Linked DNA regions of Callithrix jacchus: region 1 is linked to region 2. A link is a contact called in public Hi-C data. All regions are on one chromosome and are shown on one strand. Each heading gives the region's core, a stretch centred on a gene start, on an enhancer-like site or on the middle of the called end of the contact. The rest is flanking DNA. Distances are from core to core; before and after follow the strand shown. Region 1 overlaps MITF (melanocyte inducing transcription factor). Region 2 has its middle 43 kb from the start of MITF.

What was found. Hi-C and Micro-C count contacts between places; a contact is called where the count stands out from the background.
Region 1: a Hi-C map of skeletal muscle shows a contact between it and region 2, with 4 times the contacts expected there. The contact joins two enhancer-like sites. A contact is called at or near these places in 3 of 3 Hi-C or Micro-C datasets (induced pluripotent stem cells and skeletal muscle).

What each region holds. Positions count from the first base shown.
Region 1 is chr15:51,612,432-51,619,540 of calJac240_pri, forward strand. All of the region lies in intron 1 of MITF (melanocyte inducing transcription factor), which reads left to right. Among named protein-coding and RNA genes, the nearest start is that of MITF, 53 kb to the left of the region's middle. Within about 2 kb of position 4,185, at least 4 of the 16 cell types and tissues checked have an H3K27ac peak or open chromatin away from gene starts, as enhancers often do.
Region 2 is chr15:51,517,167-51,523,524 of calJac240_pri, forward strand. No RefSeq gene overlaps it. Among named protein-coding and RNA genes, the nearest start is that of MITF, 43 kb to the right of the region's middle. Within about 2 kb of position 4,440, at least 2 of the 16 cell types and tissues checked have an H3K27ac peak or open chromatin away from gene starts, as enhancers often do.

The sequences.
Region 1 (7,109 bases), core at 2,935-5,434, 95 kb after region 2:
CAGCTTTTTGAAAAGTCTTGGCGTTTGGTTTTTGAATTTGTAAACCATTAAGTTGAATCTGTATCTGGCCAGTGGTTTTCTATTCCAAATGCCTTTTGGATGAGTTAATGTGAGGTTTCTTTAGGGCAGTATAAATTACCCTCACTTTATTTCTCTTTTTCTCTTCTTGATCTCAGTATGACTGCTCCTTGTTTCTGACATTGAGCTTCGTGCATTAATAAGTAAAATATATCTGTTTTCACATGGATCTCCTAAGTGTCCAACATTACATTTTATCCTACAAAAATTACACCACTGATAAAAAAATAGTTAATATTAAAAGGCGTAAATAACAAGAATGGTGGTAGCCAGAAGTTACTGAGTGCTGACCGTGTGCTGGGTAAGCACTGTGCTAAGTGCTTTACTTGCACTGTTCTGTTTATTCATCACAGCCACCCTGTGAAGGAGGTACTGTCATTATCTCTGTTTTGAAGATGAGAAAACTGAGGTTAAATAAGGTTCACAAGGCTGCATAGACAGGTGGTGGTAGAGCCAAAACTTGAACCCCAGCCTCTTTCATTCTGGAACCTGTCTTCTTAACCACTATTTTCTGTACCAGGAAAGCCACGATACTTTGAGTCTGCTATACCTAATGCTACGTTTAAAATTTCTGGAAAGTTGCATTATGTCTGTAAATTCTTCTTCAGTTAGTACTTCTATATACTACTAGTGGGAGAAGATTGGAAGAGAACACTTACTACCTTGGACCTTGGAAAGACTTGACCCAGAAGTCTTTCGCCAAAAATTTGCATTTAACTGAATAGCCAAAGCAATTTTGAGAAAGAAGAGCAAATTTGAAGAACTCATACTTCCTGGTTTCAAAACATATTACAAAACTACAATAACCATAACAGTATATTATTGACATAAAGACACACAAATAGACCAGTGGAATAAAATAGAGAGCTCAGAAGTGAACCCTTGCATATATGGTCAAATGATCTTCGACAAGGGTGCCAAAATGATTTAATGAGATAAGGCCCATCTCTTCATTAGATGGGGTTGGGAAAACTAGATACATGCAATGGAATGAAGTTGGACCCTTATCTTACACCATGTACACATATTAACTCAGGATGCATTCAAGACCTAAATGTAAGAACCAAAGCTATAAAACTCCTAGAACTAAATGTAGGGAAAATACATCATGATCTTGAACTTGGCAATGATTTCTTGTATGTGACATGAAAAGCACAGGCAACAAAAGAAAAAATGGGCATAGGACAGTCTTCAAGGTGCTAGTAAAAAAAGAAAACAGACAAATGCTACTACATCAAACTTAAAATCTTTGTACATCAAATGACACAGTCATCACAGTGAAGAGGCAAACTACAGAATGGTAAAAAGTATTTGCAAATCACATATCTGATAATTGGTTAATATCCAGAGTGCATAAAGAACTCCCACAACTCAATCACAAAAAATAAAATTACCTGATTAAAAAATGGACAAAGAACTTGAAGAGACATTTCTCCAAAAATGGTATACAGATGACCAACAAGCACGTGAAAAAGTGCTCAGTGTCACTAATTATCTGAAAGTGCAAATCAAAACCACCGAGAAGTATCACCTCATACTCATTAGTATGGCTACCATTAAAGAAAAATAATGAGTGTTGTTGAGAATACGGAGAAAGTGGAACTCTTGTGCAGTTGGTGCTTTTGTAAAATGGTACAACTGCTACGGAAAGGAGCATAGACATTCATAAAAAATTAAAAATACTAATCACAGCACTTTGGGAGGCCCAAGCAGGTGGATCACTTGAGGCCAGGAGTTAGAGACAAGCCTGGGCAACATGGCAAAACCCCATCTCTACTGAAAATATAAAAATTAGCTGGATGTGGTGGTGCACATCTGTAGTCCCAGATACTTGGCAGGCTGAAGCATGATAATTGCTTGAACCCAGGAGGCAAAGGCTGTAGTAAATGGACATCTCACCACTGCATTCCTGCCTGGGTGACAGAGTAAAACTCTGTCTGAAAAGAAAAAGAGAACCCTTGTGTGATCCAGCAATCCCACTTTTGTGTGTGTGTGTGTGTGTGTGTGTGTGTGTGTGTATATCCAAAAGTATTGAAAGCAGGATAATTGCACATCCATGTTCATAGTGGTGCTAGTCACAATAACCAAGAGTGGAAGTAACCCAAATGTCCCTCAGCAGATGAATGGATAAACAAGATGTGCCATGTACATACAATGGAATATTATTCAGCCTTAAAAAGTGAGGAAATCCTGTCCTTTGCCATCCTACAACATGATGAAACTTTAGGACATTATAGTAAGTTAAGTAAGCCAGTGACAAGAAGGTAAATACTATGTGAATGCACTTACATGAGGTATGCAGAGGAGTCTAACTCATAGAGACAGAATGTACAATAGGGATTGCTATTGGGAGCGGGTAGTGGGAAAAGAGGAGTTGGGGTTTAACAAGTATAGAGCTTCAGTTTTGCAAGATGAAAAAGTTTGGAGATCTGTTGCACAGCAATCTGCATGTACTTAACATCAATGAACTGTGTGTTTAGAAAGGGTTAAGATGGTAAATTTTATGTAACATGTTTGTTTGTTTTTTACCACAATTTAAAAAATTTCGCATTTTTCTCCTGGTACTGATTTTACTACTTCATTGAGTATTTCAACATCTTACTTGAAGTTGCAAACCCCAAGGCCACAGGCTTAATGTGGCTCATGGACAATCAGCTTTTGACAAATGTGAAATAGTAGTCAACATTTAAAAAAAATTAGGAACTTTTACATCAAAATCCATATTTCTAGCTTCTCTTGGAAAACTGGAAAATCTGGAAACTCCATGTCTCTAGTCTATCCAATAAACAAATGGCTGGAGCTGAGGAGTAGCCACCCCCCCTTTCAGAGTGGGCATGAAATTCAGATTACATTTCTGTCACTCTCGAATTTCTTAGACAAGATACAAGTCTTCATGCAAGTATACTAACTTTCTGGCCATAGCATTTGTAGGTTTAAGATATTAAACTTTTTAATTCCAAATGCGTTCAGTAGCAATAGACCATAGATGGTGGATGCTCTGCAAGTCCCCACACTAACTTCTTATTTGAGTCACTAATTTCTAGGTTTCTCCTTCCGTTTGAGGTCCGAGAGTTATAATCTGTATTTCCATAGAACAAATACAGTCCCAATGACCTTTTTTCTTTTGCCGGTTTACATACAGCAAATGTTGTCTTGCAAGTCAGGTTCTAAATATAGATGTGTTAAATTTCAAATGTGAAAGTTTTTGAAGGGTCTAAAGCCAGTTTGCTAATCAGGGGAAATGCTGTGATTGGCGCCAGCGCCTGCAGTCCCTGAGGGGGATTGTGAAATCCTGCCTCCGCAACTGTGATTCAAGTCTGGGGTGAAAGAAAACTCCGCGACTGCTGAAGAGCTCTCCAAGTTGTTTTCTTCTTAGCAGGGTGGTGGCAGTGGTGGTTCTTTCAGTGTCATAACATAGAAAAGATAAATACGTGCTCCTGAGTTCATTTTACTAGTAGTGGATTAATAGTATGGTAATAAATCATTATTACTCAAGCAAAAACAACCATGTTTTGCAATTCTGTATGTGCAAGCTGTAAGAAAATGCCTGTCAATAGAAAGAAATCTAGAGACCCAAGGGGTTACCTCTTCATGGCAAGTTAAGAATGGCTACTTATGCAAAATATAAAAACCTTTGATATTTGAAAGTTCAAACTGGCCCAATTTTTTTATCTTTTAAATCTTATTATTCTGTTGTTTTTAAAGATAGGGCTGGCGGCACCTGATGCAAGTAGAGGCAAAATACTGGAATGCGGCAGTTAATCCATTTTTAAAGCTATGCACTGCGTGACATCCATGTGTGTGCATTTCAGTGTGTATGCGAGAGGCATTATTAGAACTGCCTATGTGTTTCATGCTGTGTCTATTTCACTGGTGCAGTAGAACTTGGAAAATGCATTTTCATGCTTTGAATAATAGTGAACAACAGTAGAGGAGGCCTTAGTTTCCAAGACTGGTGGAGCAGAGGTATTCAGGGAACTTTCTGGGAATGAGACTTGGATAATTAAGTTGCTGTGCCTGAGAGTTGCTCCTTGAAGTGGAGACGGATGTGCTGAATCCTTATCTGCACTTACCAGAAGTGAAGCTGTCATCTAGCACAGTTGGTGGCTCTGTTTTTGAAAAGAGATATGACTAGTTGATTCCATCACTGTCTGATGCAGAATTTTCAAAGATGAGTAGTGGATCAGAGAAACAAAACAAAACAAAGCCAGTTGATCCAAACTGTGTGTTGCTAGCTGAAAGGGCCTGATAGTGAGCAAACGGCCAGATGTTTGGAGTTGCTTTCTCAAATTTTATTTCACTGCTTTTATCCATTAAATTGGCCAACAGCAGCACTCACTGGTAAAAACAGGAACAACAGACTCAAGTTTTCCTATCTGCTGTTACAATAATGCCCTTTCTTTTCTTCTTTCCCCTCTCATCTCCTTCCTTTTCTGCTTTTTCTCTCCCTCCCTTCTGAAGCTCAAGCTTACATCATATGACTTTTTTAAATTCCAAAAGAATAATGATAATGTATAGATAAAATATGGCTAATTTCCATACTCACCATCCCTAATCCTACCCTTTTAAAGAAATCAGTATTAAGAGTTTTGTTTGTATCAACAATCCCTCCCCATCCATGGAAATAAGATGTGTATCTACAGAAATTTGTTTGTCTAATTTTTACAAAAGTGGACTCATTCTGTGAACAGAATCTTGTAATTTTATCTCCCTGGCTTTATTCTATAGGCATATCTCCAAATCAGTACATTTAACCCAAAATCACTATTTTTAATTGCCAAAAATTTTTCATAGTATAGTTTTATCACAATTTATTCACAAAATCCCTTATTGATTAATTTAGGTTGTTTACAGTTCCTCTTCCACACTAAAAAGATAGTGTTGCCTATTTTAATTACACATATATATTTTTAAAGCTTTACCCTCTGTAATATTTGAAGAGGAAGACCAAAGGGTTTCTAAATGTTTCATTTGCTCTGATTTATTACTTTATAATTTCTTCGTGTTTTATGAGCTACAGCCTTTAGCTTTTTTTTTGAAACAGGTCTTCCTCTGCCACCCATGTTGGAGTGCAGTAGTGCAATCACAGCTCACTGCAGCCTCGATTTCCTGGGCTCAAGTGATCCCCCTCCCCCCTGCACTTCAGCCTCCCGAGTAGCTGGGACCATAGGCACTTGCCACCACACCTGGCTAATTTTTTGTAATTTTTGTAGAGATGGGATTTTGCCATGTTGCCTAGGCTGATCTTGAACTACGGGGCTCAAGCAGTCTGCCTGCCTCGGCCTCCCTAGGTGTTGAAATTACAGGTGTAAGCCACTGCACCCAGCCAGATTTTCTAATTTGCTAATTTACCTCTTTGAATCTTTACATTATAGCTGTTTATGCTGTATAGTGAAGAACTTCTCAAGCTCAGCATTTTAGTCTTTTAGGTCATATAGCTCTTTGGTGTGGGGAGCCGTGCTGTGCGTTGTGGAGCACGTAGCATCCCTGGCTTCTACCAACTAGATGCTAATAGCGTGCACCCTGTCCCAACACTCAAGTTATGATGACCAAAAATGCCTCTAGTCACTGCCAAATATTCTTTGGGTGGAAAAACTTCTCCTGTTGAGTACCACTGCTATAATACATATAAAGAAGATATGTATAAAAACTCAGTTATGTGGCAGAACACTACTTTTCTTTATATATTCATCAACACTTGGTGACATGAATATAATGTCACATTGCATTAGAGGTGAATCTCAGTGTTGGGCCGCAAATAGTGAGCTTCAGTTAGCTCTTGTGTACAAGCCAGCACTAGAATGTTCTTCAGTTTATTATGCCACTTCGGTGCCCATAATGGCACATAGACCACAGTGTCCTCGTCTATAAGCTGTGCTGTCTTAATCAGACAGTTTGAATATTTTCTGGCTGTGATTGGGGCAACACCTACTCAAATGAGGCAGGAATGCCATTTGTGTCTGACATCAGTTTGTTTGACTGGGATCTAGGCAATTCAGGAGGTGTACATTGTCCTATCCATGTCACCCCAGCTATATGAAGTGCGTAGGAGGCAGTGGCATCCAGGTAGCCAACCACCTCTTTCCTTTCCTTGTCTCTTTTCTACAGAACTTCTGGCCTTGAGCAAAATAGCTCCCCTTGGGAAGTTCACTATCACTGAGGGAATCTGCTGTTTTCACACATTCTATAATCTTTTCTGGTGAAAATATGAGCTATATATACAAATTTTAAGTTTCTTCACATTGACAGTTGACTATTCCGGTTGGTTTGCTTAATTAAATGAGGTGTGGTGTTACTATATTTGAACAAAGCTGGGCATCAGGCCCTTCATCAGAAACGTGGCCCCTTATTAAAGCATTGGTTTTTGTTTTAACAAAAAATCAGATGGCCTTGTGCTGTTTGACTTGGTGCCTTTTCCAAATAGGTGACTCTAAAGATGACCTGATGATCCTATGGACTGGGTTATAAACTTTGTGCATCTCCCTTCTGTGCCTTAATGGCAAGGTAAGATGTTGGAGAATCGATTCTCATATCCTTGGTTGGCATTTTAATCATGATAGCTTGGTTATCAGGGTAATGGCAACATGTTAAAAATCAGATGCATTAAAAAATAGCAGTGTCATCCAGGCTGCTTTGCATTTGTGATTTGTTTATTTATTCATGTATGTATACACACACACACACACACACACACACGCACACACCCATGTAGTTACTTCCCAGGTCAAGAATTAGGACATTTCCAGCACTGTAGAAGATTCCTTTTTTCCCATATTAGCCAGTAAGCACCTAATCCACTAGTCTGACCTCAGTTGCTCTGACTTAGTCTTGTCTATTCTTGAATTCCATGGAAATGGAGTCACATAGTATTTGTTCTTTTGCGACTAGCTTTTTCAGTCTAACAGTATATCTGAAATACATTTGTGCTGGGACATGTAACAGTAGTTTGTACTTTTTGATGTGTGTGTGTAGTAGGCTCTGTATGAATAATTTATTCAATCTTTCTACTCATTATGGTGCGCATTTGGGTT
Region 2 (6,358 bases), core at 3,190-5,689:
CTGTACCAGACCAATTAAGTCCAACTCAAAGGGCTGTAAAAGAAAATGCATTTTGAAGCTGGAGCAAAATCTAAATGGAAATCAGATGACTTAGGAGAAGAGAAGCCAGCAGATGACTCATAAAAATACCCCTTAAAAAGGAAAGTTAGAAAAACAGAGAAACATCCAAATGAAATGAATTCTACCAGAGTCTGGTTCAACAGAAGGTTCCTCGTGGTCTATCAAGTCACAGACACGGGGGGATTTGAGATCCTCTCTGCCATAGCTCCCCGCATTGGGTTGGGGAGGTTAGGCAGGTGGCTGGTGTGTTTGTGTGTGTGCGGGTGTGTGTGTAGCTGAACAAGATAAATGTGGAGCTGCCTCAGGCTTAGCAAATGAGTTACCTGACTCCCAGTCTCCCTGATTCCCAATTCTCAGTCCATCTGCCTGCCAGGCCCTAGATGGGCCTCCCACAGTATAAAGGCTTCCGGCTCATGTGGGCCTAGAGTAAATACCACCTGCTCCTTGGCTGCAGGTGTTGCAGTAGCTAAAATGGACTGCTGCCCTCAGCAGGGCATGTAATGAGGAAGGAAGGAAGGGACTTTACTGAGTACAGAAACTCTTTAACCATTTTGAAAGAACTCTTGCTTCCTCTGCATGGCAGTGTTCTGCAAGGAGTGTTGTCCTTTATTATTGGATTAGGATTGCTTTCCCCAGCCCATCTTGTGTGATGGAGGAGCAAAGGTTTTAAAGGCCTGAATTCAAAGCTTATATTTTCTCCTTGGTGGCTGAGTGACCTTGGGCATATATCTTTTGATCTTAGTTTGCTGTCTGTAGATGGAGAAAAATATCACTTCTATTGGTACTCGTGAAGACAGAGAACCCCTGGGAATTCCCAGAAGATGGTCTAGCACATAGTATGTGTTCATAATAAATGTTGCTTCTTCCTCATTACCAGAAAAGGAAATAAATGGTTAAAGGCACAGAGGACTTAAGTCCTTGTGCAAAGTCAAACAATATTTGGTAGCCAAGTCGGGACTAAGATTCAATGCTTTTGCCTTTATCCCCAGTGTGGATGCTAACCTAGGCTGTTCCATCTCTCTGCAGCCCACCCTATGCCCAGTGGCAGCTGTAGTGGACAGTCTCTAGTGTTCAAGAGCCAGAATGGCTCTGCTCTCTGTCTTAGGGCTTTCTCTAACACTGCAGAAGTCATTCCATTTCCAGCAGGACAAACATGGAAGTGTGGGGAGTGGGTTCACACACTCCAGAGGTAAACACAACCTATGCAAATCAGAAGTCAATACAAAAGACCCCTCTGAGGTTCCCTAATATGATTGAGCCCCAGTTGCCTAGAGCAGTAACCTGCTTGTTCTATACTTGTTTCTGGCATTTATCCCTTTCCCTGTCTTAGTCCTCTCCACTCCCACCTTCTGCCCCCTGGGTCTCAGATAAACAATCTGCACCCAAGTCATTATCTCAAGCCCTGCTTTGGGGGAAACCCAACTAATACACCATTTGTTTACTCTGTCTTATGTAAGGACCCATACATGGCTTTGCTTTTTGCCTCCATGAATACCTTACCCCAAGAAGATAATATAATTAGAGCCATCAGCTATTTAAAAGGAACTATGTACCAGACAAAGTGAAGAGGAAAAAATGTTAATATAGATCTAATATTTTTAAAAATACTTCTTTATTTTTTTTGAGACAGAGTTTTGCTCTGTCTCCCAGGCTAGAGAGCAATTGTGTGATCTCAGCTCACTGCAACCCCCAACTCCTAGGTTCAAGTGATTCTTGTGCCTCAGATTTCTGAGTAGCTAAAATTACAGGCATGCTTCACCACACCCAGCTAGTTTTGTATTTTTGGTAGAGACAGGATTTCGCCATGTTGGTCAGAATGGCCTCGAACTCCTGACCTCAAGTGATCCACTGCCCTCAGCCTCCCAAAGTGCTGGGATTACAAGCATGAACCACTGTGCTTAGCCAACTTTTCTTCTAATGGTGCTGGTGTAAGTCATATCTGTGAAAGGACAAATATTTCTACTCTTCCTTCTTCATACAGAGAGCAAAGGGAATAGCCAACCAGGTCTGAGATTTTAATATTTAATAACAGATGGGATGTCGTAGCTTCTGTGGCTGCTTTGCCATGCCAGAGGACAAAGATCCTGGGTTAGATGGCTTCTTCTAGAATGGAGCCCCTTAATAAGACTTTGGAGAGACAGAGGTAGATGCAGTGTTAAGGTGAGGGCTGAAGAGCTAAAAACACAAACATTTAGGAAGAGGTTATAGGGGGGAAAAAATGAGCAAGGTCTGGGAATGCGGCAAGGGAAGGACCCTAGTGGTGACATGTCCAGTGACAAATTTCCGCAGGGAAATATTGAATGAGCCTCTAAGTACAGGTAATGTCTTAGTCTGTTTGTGTTGCTATAAAGGAATATCTGAGACTGGGTAATTAATAAAGAAAAGAGATTTATTTGGCTCACAGTCCTGCAGGCTGCACAAGAAGCATGGTGCCAGTGTTTGCATCTGGTGAGGACCTTAGGCTGTTCCCACTCATGGCAGAATGCAAAGGAGAGCTGTGTGTGCAGCAATCACATGGCCAGAGAGGAAGGCAAAGCAGAGAGTGGGGAAGGTGATAGACTCTTTTTAATAACCAGCAACCGTGGGAACTAACAGAGTGAGAACTCACACCTTCTCCCTCCTGAAGGAGGACATTAGCCTATGCATGAGGTATCTAACCCCATGACCCAAACAGCTTCCACTAGGCTCCATATCCATCATTTGGCATCAACTTCTTACATGAGGTTTGGGGGGCAGATGTTCAAACTGTAGCAGGGAGGTTGGCTTGATTGCTACATTGTACTGGGAGATAATTACCCTCTGCTGCCTGTAACTATTTTTAGGCATGGGCCACACAATTGTCATGTGTTAACCAACTCTTGATAGGGATAGGTAATGAAATATTCCACATTTCCTTCAACATGGGACAGAAAAAGATATAGAGGAAACAGGAAATCAGAGAAGAAGCTACTGGAAGAAAAGCAACTGCCACACTAAAAATACTCAGGGATCCCTGGGTTTCATGTATAGAGGGGAGGGTGAACTTGTTCCAGAATTTTCTATAAGGTAAAGAGACTCAAAGAGCTGAATTTTAGGGTTTGGGGAACACCAAATGATTGGATTATGAGTTTATTATCTCATTTAATTCTCAGTGAGGATGATGAGGCTCAGGGGAATTACAGTGACTGGTCTGAGGTTTCATAGTTGGGATTTGAACTCAGCTCTGACTTCCAAGCCTCACATTACAGGCATGTTCCAATTCGCTATGTTAGACCAGAAAGTGATTTGGTTCTTACTCAGATATACCCATTCCATTTCAGACCAGGCTTTTTAAATCCCTGGTTTAAAATGGTTTTCACATGGGCTAAAAATATAAGATAAAGCACTTGAAGATTCATCAAATTTGTTCTTCCCTCTTTTACCCTCTAATCATCAGAAAAGAAATTAGTTCTTCCACATTTTATTCATCTTCAAAATCTTGAATGGGTCACATATATGTGTACACACACACACACACACACACACACACACAGTCTACGTTGGGAAAGTGAAAACTGAGGTTGTATATATGCCACTGCATTTTTATTGCTGACCAAGTACAGAAGGAAATGTTTGGTTGAGTGCTTGGGACTTCTGTCTGGGAAGCAGAGATCAGGTTGTTGAAATTATACCCATTCTAGCATTTGAACTGTGTTAGAAAAGAACAACATGGCCTGTGGTTTTCCATGCATATATTCAGCACAATAAAAAAATATCTTTAAGGTTTTCAACTATTTCATATCATGTTGTAGGAGAAAGCCTTCATTCATTCAAGAAATACTATCTTCTACACATCAACCACTGTTACAGTCACTTGAAATCAAAGGAGACTAAAAAAAATCTGTCCCCTGTGAAGTAACAAAAAAAGACAGAAAGTAAACAATAAGAATAAATAAGTAATACAGTGTGTTAAAAGGTGATAAATGCAATGAAAAGGGGAAAAACTAGCATGACATGAAAGGGAATTGGAATGGGTAGATTGTGAATTTCTGTTATAAATAGGGTAGCCTGACTACAACTCATTGAAAAAGTTACAGTTGTGGCTTGAATATGGATAATACATGAACAAAACAATTAGAAAGCCCAGGGAATCTTTCTGATTCTGGTTTGGCAACCACTTTCTGAGCTGGAAGCTTTGCCTGTCTCGTGACTGTGTCTGTGAAATTCCACAGGGAGGCAGCATGTCCTAGTGATGACTGCAGCCTTGAGGGATTTGCAAGGTGACGGCTTTTGCTTCCAATTGCAGAGGAGGGTCTAAGGAATCTGTCTTTGGACTGTTCGTCAAGGCATGTTCCCTCTCCTGATTTCAAGATGTTAGCTAGATGTGGCTGCATGGCTCTTTGTAACCATGACAGCAACAGTCGCTTTCATACATTGAGGATTTAATACTATGTGCCATGTGTTAGATGCAATATCTTATGTAACCTTCTTCTAATCTCTGGGCTTGATCTTGTTATAATGTCACCATTTCTCAGATGAGAATTCTGAAGCTCAGAGACATCAGAAGGGAATATAAGAACCATGATTTGCCATACAGTCTTCGGAAAATCTTTGGACCCCAAGTTGATAGAAGGAAGGAGTCTTTTTTAGATGGTTTGTGAAACCCACTTGTTTCAGGTTGGATTCGATTCAGTGAATTTGAAAGCTAGAAGCTTGAAGAACAGCAACAACAGGGTGAGAGTAATAACCAGTTTTATTGAGCAATACCAAGTGCTGGGCTAAATGTTTCACATATGCGATGTCATTGAATCCGCAATCACAGTGCTGACCTGCTTCAGATGAAGAAAAGAAGTCACCAACTGTGCGCCCACTGCATGCAGGCATTGTATACATTGCTATGTCAATGTCTCTCCCCAAATAACTTCATTCGTAAATGTAAGATGTCATTAGAAATATTCAAACAATACAAAATTATGCAAAGTGAAATAAAACCAAGACAAACGTCTCTTTCCGCAATGTTAACTAACCCTCAATCTGAGAGTCTGTATGTATTCTTCCAAAATTAAAAAAGAATTATCTGTATCCGAAGTTCTATCAATGCAATATTGAACATTGTAAATTTTTAAAAAACAGTGTGGTATAACATGAAAATGACATCTCTTTCAATCTCACTACCTAGAAATGATTTCCTATAACATTTTTTTCTCTAGCAATAGCTAGTATAACTTTAAACAATATACTTATGCTTTTTGTTCTTGATTTCTCAATTTCAAAACACAACTACTGACTCCTTGCTGGCTTGTTATTACCTATTTTTAATGTTTTTTTTTCTACTGATTAATTTGGGGGCTTTGAAGAGTATATATAAATCCCTATTTTTGATATAAAAAACTTAGAACATGCCAGTTAACTTAAAAACAGAGACAGAATTAATGCACTTATATTTATTCCATCTCCTGTAGTTCAGCATCCTCCTGACCACTCACCAGTCAGTTTGCCCAACTGGGAGTTAATTCATCCCTAGTGTTAATTATGTCATAATCTCATCCCTTTGGCAACTTCTTAGGAGGCCAGAACCCACATCATTTCCAGAGCAGTGGAAGGAGCCAGAAATGATGGGTGTGTGACTGGTTGGCCTCAGGTGGTAAAAGTGTCTGGAGCATAAGAAGTTGCTGCAATGTTAGGCAGGGCTGAGGCCACACACCTACTGTGTGTTTTTGAGACCGGTGAGGCCCAAAGAATCTGAGGCCATGTGTTAGTTGTGTTAGTTGTATCCAATACCATTTGGTTGGTCCTTGAGGTGCATTAATTTCTTGTTTCATGCCTGCAATGTTTCTTGAATATTATTATTCAAGCACTGTATTAAAATTTGTTAATCTTCTATTCCTTGAATGATTCTCTAAATGTTTCCTAGAGATTCAATTGTTCTGTTTGTTTATGTTGGTTCTTCTCAGTTTGGATTTCCTCAGATGTCTGAGGTTTAGGTACTTGTTTATTTTAATAATTGTAGAATATTTACGATGACAGCGACACTTTAGGAATGCTTACCATATATCAGGAACTGTTATAAGAAATTTTTATCATCAAGTTTTTTCATTAACCCAGGATCTTGGTCATACTTTTATTCCCATTTTACAGGGAAGGAAATGGAGGCCCACAGGTTATCACAAAGTTAAGTGGCTAATCCAGGATTCACACCCTAGCCCTCAGACCCTAAAGCCTGAGCCCTTACCCACCACATAACACATGGTGGTGTATCTCATTTGTGTTTAGGTTTTACTCTGGTGAAATGTTACAATACCAGTGCAAAAGTCAGTACTGCTTTTGGGAACAAGTTCTA